Linked DNA regions of Sus scrofa: region 1 is linked to region 2. Evidence: chromatin contacts called from public HiChIP or PLAC-seq data. All regions are on one chromosome and are shown on one strand. The core of a region is the stretch at or near the end of the contact, and the rest is flanking DNA. Distances in the headings are between cores, read along the strand shown. Region 1 overlaps RASAL2 (ras GTPase-activating protein nGAP). Region 2 overlaps RASAL2 (ras GTPase-activating protein nGAP).

The links. HiChIP or PLAC-seq counts read pairs in DNA pulled down with a chosen protein or histone mark.
Region 1: an H3K27ac HiChIP or PLAC-seq map of alveolar macrophages shows a contact between it and region 2. The contact joins two enhancer-like sites. A contact is called at or near these places in 2 of 47 Hi-C or Micro-C datasets (embryonic fibroblasts and epiblast stem cells) and 1 of 2 datasets of contacts at active chromatin or transcription factors (alveolar macrophages).

Annotation. Positions count from the first base shown.
Region 1 is chr9:120,125,195-120,129,907 of Sscrofa11.1, forward strand. The region is part of intron 1 of RASAL2 (ras GTPase-activating protein nGAP); the gene reads left to right. Among named protein-coding and RNA genes, the nearest start is that of RASAL2, 190 kb to the left of the region's middle. Within about 2 kb of position 3,332, at least 3 of the 83 cell types and tissues checked have an H3K27ac peak or open chromatin away from gene starts, as enhancers often do. A contact at or near this core is called in alveolar macrophages, where this site is marked.
Region 2 is chr9:119,978,439-119,983,263 of Sscrofa11.1, forward strand. All of the region lies in intron 1 of RASAL2 (ras GTPase-activating protein nGAP), which reads left to right. Among named protein-coding and RNA genes, the nearest start is that of RASAL2, 40 kb to the left of the region's middle. Within about 2 kb of position 1,658, at least 14 of the 83 cell types and tissues checked have an H3K27ac peak or open chromatin away from gene starts, as enhancers often do. A contact at or near this core is called in alveolar macrophages, where this site is marked.

The DNA.
Region 1 (4,713 bases), core at 2,082-4,581, 150 kb after region 2:
TATGCAACCTATTTTATGAGCATTTATTAATCCTTATTTGTATTAATTGCTCTTTTAGTCTCCCATCTCTTTTGTGCTATTCTTTCCCCACAAACAGCTAGGGAGTTACCAGAGCTGTTTATTCCTATTTCAAAACCCAGCTCACACAGTCCCTTTCTTTCTGTTTCCACTGTCACCAATCTTTGACCCTAATCCCCCATGCCCAGGCCATTACATTAGTCTCCTGTCCATTCTATTAAATCTCTGGTCTTCTCCCCACTGCATCTGACAGACTCTTGCCATATTTTCTTAGAATTCTTCATTGCCTTCCTCTTCCTCTTCTCTAAGCAGTGGTTTTTAAAGCATGGTCTGAGACACTAGACCCCAAGGATCTCCCTCATTGGCTAGGTTAAAACTATTTTCATAGTAAAACTTGCCTTTTTTCCCCCTCCCTGTGTTGACATTTGCACCGATGATTCAAAAGCAATTATGAGTAAAACTAGCGGTGCAGTGAAGGGAGTCAAGGCAGTGGCAACAAACGATACCAGTAGTCATTGCAGTACCATCTAACACGTGCAGTAGGAAAAAAAAAAAGGGCAGTTTTACTTAAGAATATCCTTGGAATTGCCTTCATGGCTCAGTGGTTACTGAATCCCACTAGAATCCATGAGGATACGGGTTCGATCCCTGGCCTTGCTCAATGCGGTAAGGATCCGGCATTGCCCTGAGCTGTGGTGTAGGTCGCAGATGCGGCTTGTATCTGGCATTGCTGTGGCTGTGGTGTAGCCCCGCAGCTACAGCTCCAATTAGACCCCTAGCCTGGGGAACCTCCGTATGCCGCAGGTGGAGCCCTAGAAGGACGGAAAAACAAAACAAAATAAAATATCCTTGAAAACTCATTTAAAAACTTCAGTTTTATTAAATCTCAACCTTAGAGTTGACATGTTTTTAATGTCTTGTGTGATGACAGGGGGAAGTACATTTAAGCTGAATACAGACGTATGATGCTTGTCACCAGAGAAAGCATTTGTGCAGATTAAGCTGTGAGGTGAACTTATTAGCATTTGTATTTCATGAAACACCATTTTTACTCAAATGATCAATTGTAAGACAAATATGGTTATTCAGTCTTGGTTATCTGTCAGACATTTTCTGGAAAAAAGGACATAAACCTCTCTCTTAAGGGGGAAAAAACCCAACATTATTTATTGACAATGGTAAGATTTAAGAATTAAAACAAAGATCAGTATTTTGGAAAACTTGAACCTGCCACCTGGAGCTTGATGGCTTTCTAGCACTTAAAGACTTTCCTGATGAGACAAAGACTTTTCTGAAGATTAATGAAAATGATTTTTTGGTACTATGTAGTGAAAATTGTCAACATTTGGAAGATCTGCAAAACGAAGTGAACCTTTTTTTCCTAAATGGTTAATGCATAGCGTCCCAAATTTATGCATGTGGTTGAAAAGATCTATCCCGAAAGGCAAGGTAGACCAATGATTTTTTAATGTAACATGGTATGAAAAGTTAACTGAAATGGTATCAAATTCCACATTTTCCCCACTTTTAAGAAGCAGTTGCTTGTCAGTTTTTGGTGTAGTATTGGAAAAGATGGACCACAATTACCTGGAAATGCTATTAAAATACTCTTCCCTTTTCCAGCTATATATGTGTGTGAGTACATGTTTTTTGCTTTATACTTCAACCAAAACAACATAAAGCAAGTGACTGAATGTTGAAATAGATACAGGAATTCAGCTGGCTTGGAGTTCCTGTCCTGGCTCAGCAGAAATGAATCTGACTAGTATCCTTGAGGAGATGCAAGTTTGATCCCTGGCCTTGATGAGTGGGTTAAGCATCTGGCATTGCTGTTAGCTGTGGTGTAGGTCGCAGATGCAGCTTGGATCCCATGTTGATGTGATTGTGGTGTAGACTGGTGGCTCCGATTGTACCCCCAGCGGCCCTAAAAAAGCAAAAAAAAAAAAAAGGAATTCAACCGTCTTCTCTTCTGGCCAGATTTTGGAGAGATTTTGCAAAACCTCAAACAGTATCACTTCTCTCACTAATTTTTTGTTTTGGAAAATAGTTACATTTCATCGAAAATGTGTTATTTATATTAACATGCAATAGGCTTATTATTGTTATTAAATGAATAAATATATTTAAAATGTCTCAGTTTTAATTTCTAGTGTAAATATTGATAAATATAATCTACATAAACAAAAGCTCTTTGAAGTTGTCAATTTTAAAAGTCTAAAGGGATCATGAGATCAAAAAATTTAGAAAATTACAGACTACATGATAATATCTAATCTCAAAGAAGCACTTTCCAGTGGGCTTCATTGAGCAACCTCTGATTCTTTTTAATGTTTCTGAAATCATTCAGTTTTTGTAATAAGTCCAGTACTCAGTACCCTTAGTATCCTTATGGAAATGAGACAATGCCAATCTAAATTTTCATTCCAGTTTTTCTATAAAGATGCTTATTTGTAATTCTGAGGTAGTTATCCTTTCCTCTAGTGAATTTTAGGTACTAAATGTAATTGGAAGTAGAAATAAAATCTGTGTCACTAGAGGAGGGGGGGAGGGAGGATTGGTAGAACTGGTAAAGTGAAGTAAGGCAGTAATCTGAGTTTGTCTTGTTAATACAGTCCCAATAAACAGGCTTTACAAGTTACTATTAAACCTTCATTTAGCCACAGAAGTTAGGACATGATAGAATGAATACATTAAATTTATAGGTTTATCTTATATTGTTACTTAAAATGCCCATTAAACCTTAATCTAGAAATGCTGAAAAGAACCATCCCACCCTTATTCTAACTTTTCTTGTTTCTTCCTTTTATAAATTCTTATGAAATGATCAAAAAGTGGACAATAGATAGAGAAATTGTGAAACTATAAAATTTATAACATGGCATATCAACCTCATAATTCAGACAGACTGAAAAATTTTAAACATCAAAATATTGCTGCCTATTTCATTCTACCTCTAGCACTGACGAGGAGTAATCCAGGGTCCGGAATGCTTTTTGTTTCATAAAACCATGAAGAAGCTAGCAACAAAGCTCTGGCTGAACAGGAAGGGAGAACAGTAAGGGCAACTGTAAGAAAATTACTTGGGATAACACAGGGAAGATCATTTAGATTTTCTTAAATTCAGTGCTGATGCTGATTTATATTTGTCAGGAAATCTGGGTTTTGCTATAATACCATCTCCTATATTCTAATTCTTATGGACAGAATCTATCAATGTCTTCTTGTTCAGTGTGGATCATAAGATTACTATTCAAATTAAGTTACAATGGAGCAGTTTAGGTCACTCATGACCAACTTACATAAGAAGGTTAGTCATTTGAATGAAAACTCGTCTAGGCCACAAAACCACCACATTTCCACATAAAGTAGGTGCATCCCTCTGCTGAAGTGGTCTTGGTATTTGACTCTAAAAATAGGCCTGCATTGTGGTAAAAATCTAACCCATTTGTTTGTCCAAATCATGTGAAGAAAATCAGCTTTGACATGGTTTTTAAGTTTAGACAAGAATCTCTTATCTGTGTAATAAAGGATAAAGAGTCAGTCCCTTTAAAGCTTTCTTTGACAATTTTAGGAAATTTGAAGTACAAAGAAGACTTTAACGTAACTGATTGAAATAAAAGTTGAGGGTAGGAAAGAGAGAGTTGGGGTGGAATGGAGAAGCTATTGATGCAGCATGTACTGGTGTACGAGGTTCAGAGGAGACAGATGCAGAAAAGTAGGGGAAAAATGAAAAACAGTGAACTTCTAAGAATTAGTAACATGTCCAACCAAGCCCTAGCAACATTATTGGTTCTTGGATTTTGAGTTATTTTGGAGGGTAACTGATAAGCTCCACAAGCATGCAAAGCTATAGACTTGGAGAGAGCAAAGGAAGTTAAGCCAGAAGGAGCACTGAAGATAATATTGGACACATAAGGAGATGTAAGAAGAGAGACGTACACTTAATGCTCTAATTGCTGGCTTGTTTACTTTCTACACATCTGCAGCTATAGTTATGTATAATTGAGTAATTATAGCATAAACCATCCAGGAAGTCATTCAGGTTTCCTTGAAGTCAGTCAATACCAGGGATATTTATCATCCTGTGATAAAAGACTTTTAAGTCTATAGAAAGTCTGTAAAAGAAGTCTATAGAAAGGAAGAGTAATGAAGGCTCTCGCTAAATAGATAAAATGTACTTTTTTACCATTTACAGCTTTCCGTATTCATGGGTGTTGTTTTCTGATTTCTTCAGTTTGAGGTGCTCCTGCAGAATATTCCTGAAAGGAGTTAGTCCTTCATGGCTAAATAACTTTTAATACATATTGAAGTGTCATAAAAGCCTTATTCAGTGGATCTAATGTGTACTTAGGCTTGAAATATGTTCCAAGCTTTACAATAGCACAAATGAGTGAACAGTTCATGTAAAAATTTTTTAATTTTTTTTTTTTTTTGGATCTGACCCCAAAGTGAAGGCAACAAAGGCAAAAGTAAACAAGTAGAGCTGTGTCAAACTAAAAAGCTTCTGTACAGCAAAGAAAACCATCAACGAAATGAAATGGCAACCTACTACATGGGAGAAAACATTTGTAAGTCATGTATCTGATAAGGAGTTAATATCCGAAATACATAGAGGACTCATATAACTCAGAAAAAAAGAAGAAAAAACCCAAGCAGTCCTAATTTAAAAATGAGCAGAATATCTGAATAGACATT
Region 2 (4,825 bases), core at 408-2,907:
GTTCCAGTGTATTATATACCACATTGTATTTATCCATTCATCTGTCAGTGGACACTTGGGATGCTTCCACCCTTTGGTGATTGTGAATTTGCTGCTATCAACATTGGCATATATATGTCTGTTTAATTCCCTGCATTCAATTCATTTGGGTATCTACCCAGAAGTTGGATTGTATCAAATATTTTAATTCCGTGTTTGATTTTTAGCATACACATCTGGATCCTCTTATTGGTATCATCTTACTAGTTCCAAAAAGATTTGATTCTAGTTCTGGTTCTGTTAACAAACAAATGATTTTTTCTCATGTCTCTCCGATCCCTAGCGCAAAGTTTTGCTATAAGTCATCTTGTGCAAGCTTCCTATGAATTTGGGTTTTTAGACACTACATTGTCTTGTGAGTTGGCGCCACAATGATGGCTTAGGTGAAGTTTAGTCCCCTACTATCGCAAAAAAAAAAAAAAAGTAAAATATTTAAAATTTTCTGTCATAGTTGCTTGCTGTTAAAAACTATGTAAAGTAGTCTAGCATTAGATTGAAAAGTAGGGTGCTTGCTAATATGCTGCATTTTAGACTACCTGAGCAAAATAGTTTAAACAATTAATGGTGTTCTTGAAATGTAGAGACTTCATTGTTCATAAACTATATGGCGGTGATAAGAGAAATTGTATTGCTGTTACAGTTGTACACTTCTTTTAGCTACTTGGCAGTTATTTAAACATCTACTAAGGGAGCAAAGCTTGGTGTTTGGTGTTGTAGATAATTATAACAATAAAAATTTTGGTGCTTATTATGTGCTAGACACTTTTTTAGGTACTCAGAATTTATTACATAGGTATTACTTATGTAATTTTCACAACAACCATGTGCTATTATCCTTATTTTGCAGATAAGAAAACTGAGGCTTGGGGAAGGTAAATAGCTTGGTCAAGGTCACAGCGATGATGACTGGAGCTTAGATTTGAGCCTGGGTGGAATGGTTCCAGAGCCCATGCTCTTCTATGCCAGAAAGTAGTGGACATGGTTTCTGCCCTCAAATAACCTATTACCTTGTCGAGATGACATGTATCAAACACATGCAGAGATATAGGACATATATTTTTGAAGGCTGTAGACTGCAAATAAAGGCAGTAAGTAGATGAGTCCAGTTAGTTGACTAGACCCCATAGCAAGGCAGAATCAGAATTCTAGACTTAGGCAGTATTGTTGCATCATATTATGGACAGCTGGGATGGGCTAGTCACTGTGCATATGCATTCTGTGTGAACAAGATGGGAAGAAACACCATTCTTTTAGGCAGTACTTTTTGGCTTGTTCATTAAAAAAAATTTTTTTTTTAACCACGTACTTGTAGTCATATTGAATAGTTTATTAACATTCTCTTACTTATTTTTGAAGTCTGTTTAAATGAAAATGTGAGAAAGCTTCAAGAATAAATATATTTTATAACCTAGCTGCCTTTTCAAGGGATTTGTACATGCACTATCCTTTGAAAGTTGTTTTTCTTCATAATCTGGGAGAAGATGGGGCAGTTGGATTCATTCAGTCCCCATAACTGACTTTTGTTAACTTTGTTTTAATACTTCAGGTCTATGCGCAGAAACAGGGTGTGTCATGCATTACACAGCATGCTGTCATGTGCTGTCTGCTTCCTCCTGACTCTGAGTAAAACTGACTCAGTGGTGTGATTGAGCCCTGGCCTTCAGTGCAAGGGAAGCAGACATCCACTTAGAGTAGCTAGAAGATTAAGACTGGTTTTCATTCTTTGGTCCTTCGTCATAAAGCTTCTTTTGACTTCAGTCCCATTGTGACCCAAAGATTTAGGTTGATTCTACTCTTCTTTTGTTGATTTTATTATTTCCAAAATGTGTTGCAGATAGGAGGATACAGGGGTTTGAAGATAAAGACTTAACAAAGGTTAATCATGTTTTTTAAAATAACTCTCCTTCTAATAGTCATCTAATATTGATAGTATATCTAAATATGTTTAAGTTCAGCATTTTCACTTGACTTTGAATTATTCCCGAGTTCTAGTAAGATACACAGCCTCTCCAAAATTAGGCAGCATGAAAAAAGTACTTTCTCTTCTGAAATAGAAGCATTTAAAGGCACAAGGAAGTTTGAGTCCCTTTTTTCCTGTTGGGAAAAACAAAAACAGCATTAACTTTTTCTATTCCCAAATAGTAAGTAAAAATGATTCCTTTGTGTCATTGATCATGCTTTCTCTGATTTTTATTTTTTATTTTTAAATTTTTTCCTATTTTTTAAAAATTTATTTTTCATTATAGTTGATTTACAGTGTTCCGTCAATTTTTGCTGTACAGCAAAGTGACCCCAATTATATATGTATATATAATATGTTCTTTTTCTCACATTATCATCCATTATGTTGCCTCACAAGTGACTAGATATAGTTCCCTGTGTTGTACAGCAGAATCTCATTGTTTATCCACTCCAAATGCAATAGTTTGTGTCTACTAACCCCAAACTCCCAGTCCCTCCCACTCACTCCCCCGCCCCCTTGGCAACCGCAAGTCTGTTCTTCATGTCCATGAGTTTGTTTCTTTTCTGTAGATAGGTTCATTCGTACCATGTATTAGATTCTGGATATAAGTGATATCATATGGTATTTGTCTTTCTTTTTCTGACTGACTTCACTTTGTATGAGAGTCTCTAGTTCCATCCATCTTGCTGCAAATGGCTTAGTTTGTCCCTTTATATGGCTGAGTAGTATTCCATTGTGTATATGTACCACATCTTCTTAATCCATTCATCCGTTGGTGGACATTTAGGTTGTTTTCATATCTTGGCTATAGTGAATAGTGCTGCAGTGAGCATAGGGGTGCATGTATCTTTTTCAGTGAAAGTTTTTTTCTGGATGTATGCCCAGGAGTAGAATTTCTCTGATTTTTAAAATTTCGAGGATAAGTTCTTTGGAAAGAACAAGTCTTTTTGGAATTTCGTTTAAGATACATGCATGATATTAATGAAACTCAAGACACAGAGGAAGAGGAATGAACTTTACATTTTGTCTTTGTTACTTTTAGGCTGGAGATAAATTCCTGTAGTGGTGATCTTTGTATAAAAGGCCAGATAGTACATTTGTTTTTCTTTTCTCAGTACTTATTCTCAAATCTAGACTTTTTCTTTTTGTTTTTTTTAAGGTCCAAACCTGCGGCATTGTAGGTTCCCAGGTTAGGGATCAAATCAGAGCTACGCTGCTAGCCTCCTACACCACAGCCACAGCAATGCAGGATCTGAGCCTCGTCTGCAACCCACACCACAGCTCACTGCAATGCCAGATCCTCAACCCACTGAGTGAGGCCAGGATTGAACCCGCATCCTCCTGGATACTAGTTGGATTTGTTTCCACCGTGCCACAGTGGGAACTCCCAGACTTTTCTTATGTGTATTCCTCTAGCCTGTAAATACATTTTCCCTTCAATCTCTGATCAAGACAATTGTATATAACTTTCAGTTGAATTTTGACATTGTTACCTTATTCCTGAAGAATAGAAGTTTGCAGTGACCAACTAGTGGAAAAGAGGGCCAGACAGAGAGCAGTGCCTCCCTGTCCTACTTACTAAAGCATATAAAACATTAGGAGGGAGCAAATGTTATGGTACCTGTGTTATGGAAAGCTATAGAAAACCCATGGTGAAAATGTCTTTTCTTTGGGAGATATTTTATCTTGTGGAACAAACTTGAGAGAGATTTTAGAGAGATAACCTAGTTTAGTTTTCTTTTCTTTCTTTCTTTCTTTTTTTTTTTTTTTTTTTGTCTTTTTCTGGGGCTGCACCTGCGGCATATGGAGATTCCCAGACTAGGGGTCTAAACAGAGCTATAGCCGCCACCCTATGCCAGGGCCACAGCAATGCTGGATCCGAGCGGTGTCTGCAACCTGCACCGTAGCTTGAGGCAATGCCGGATCCTTAACCCACTGAACGAGGCCAGCTATCCAACCCGCAACCTCATGGTTCCTAGTCAGATTTGTTAACCCCTGAGCCACGATGGGAACTCCTAGTTTTCATTTTTATATGAGGTTTATCAGCTTAGGCCTTCTGACCCTGATGAGGTGTTCTTTTTATGTCACGTCTTAGGTATTTATGATCTTTTTGGTCAGCTAAAGAATTTCTTTCCTGTTGAAAAACCTCAGAATTCAAAAAATTGGTCCGTATAGGAAATGCTTATTGTATTTTATAAACAAATGAAATATCTATTGACTTTGTTATTTGAAGTCAGGTAAACTAGAGTTCCAATCTTGGTTCTGCAATTTAGTGACTAAATAACAGGTTACTTAATCTTTCTGTGTCTAAATTTTCTTGGCTGTTATTTGGAGACAATAATAAAAATCTAGTTTATTATGAGGATTAAGTAAATTACTTAGTATCTCACATTGATAACATAACAGAAAGAAGAGGGTCATTTTATGTGTCTTGAAACATAATATTCTATGCATTTTTTGGTATATCTTTTTTTGTTTAACAACTTTATCGAGATATAATTTGCTTACCATAAAATTCACTTATTGTAATTGCGCAGTTCCCTTATTTTTAGTAAATTTATAGGCTGTGCAGCTGTCACTTCAGTCTAATTTTAGGATGTTTACATCACCCCACAAAACTTCCCTGTACCTGTTTGCAGTTAATTCCCACTTGCAGCACTAGGCAGCTACTATCTACTTTCTCAATTCCCTTTTATGGACATTTCATAGAAATGGAGTCATATAATATGTAGTTGGTTTCTTTCATGCACCATAATGTTTTCAGTGTTTACTCATGTGGTAGTTAGTATGAATCAATACCTCATTTCATTTTATGGGCTGAAT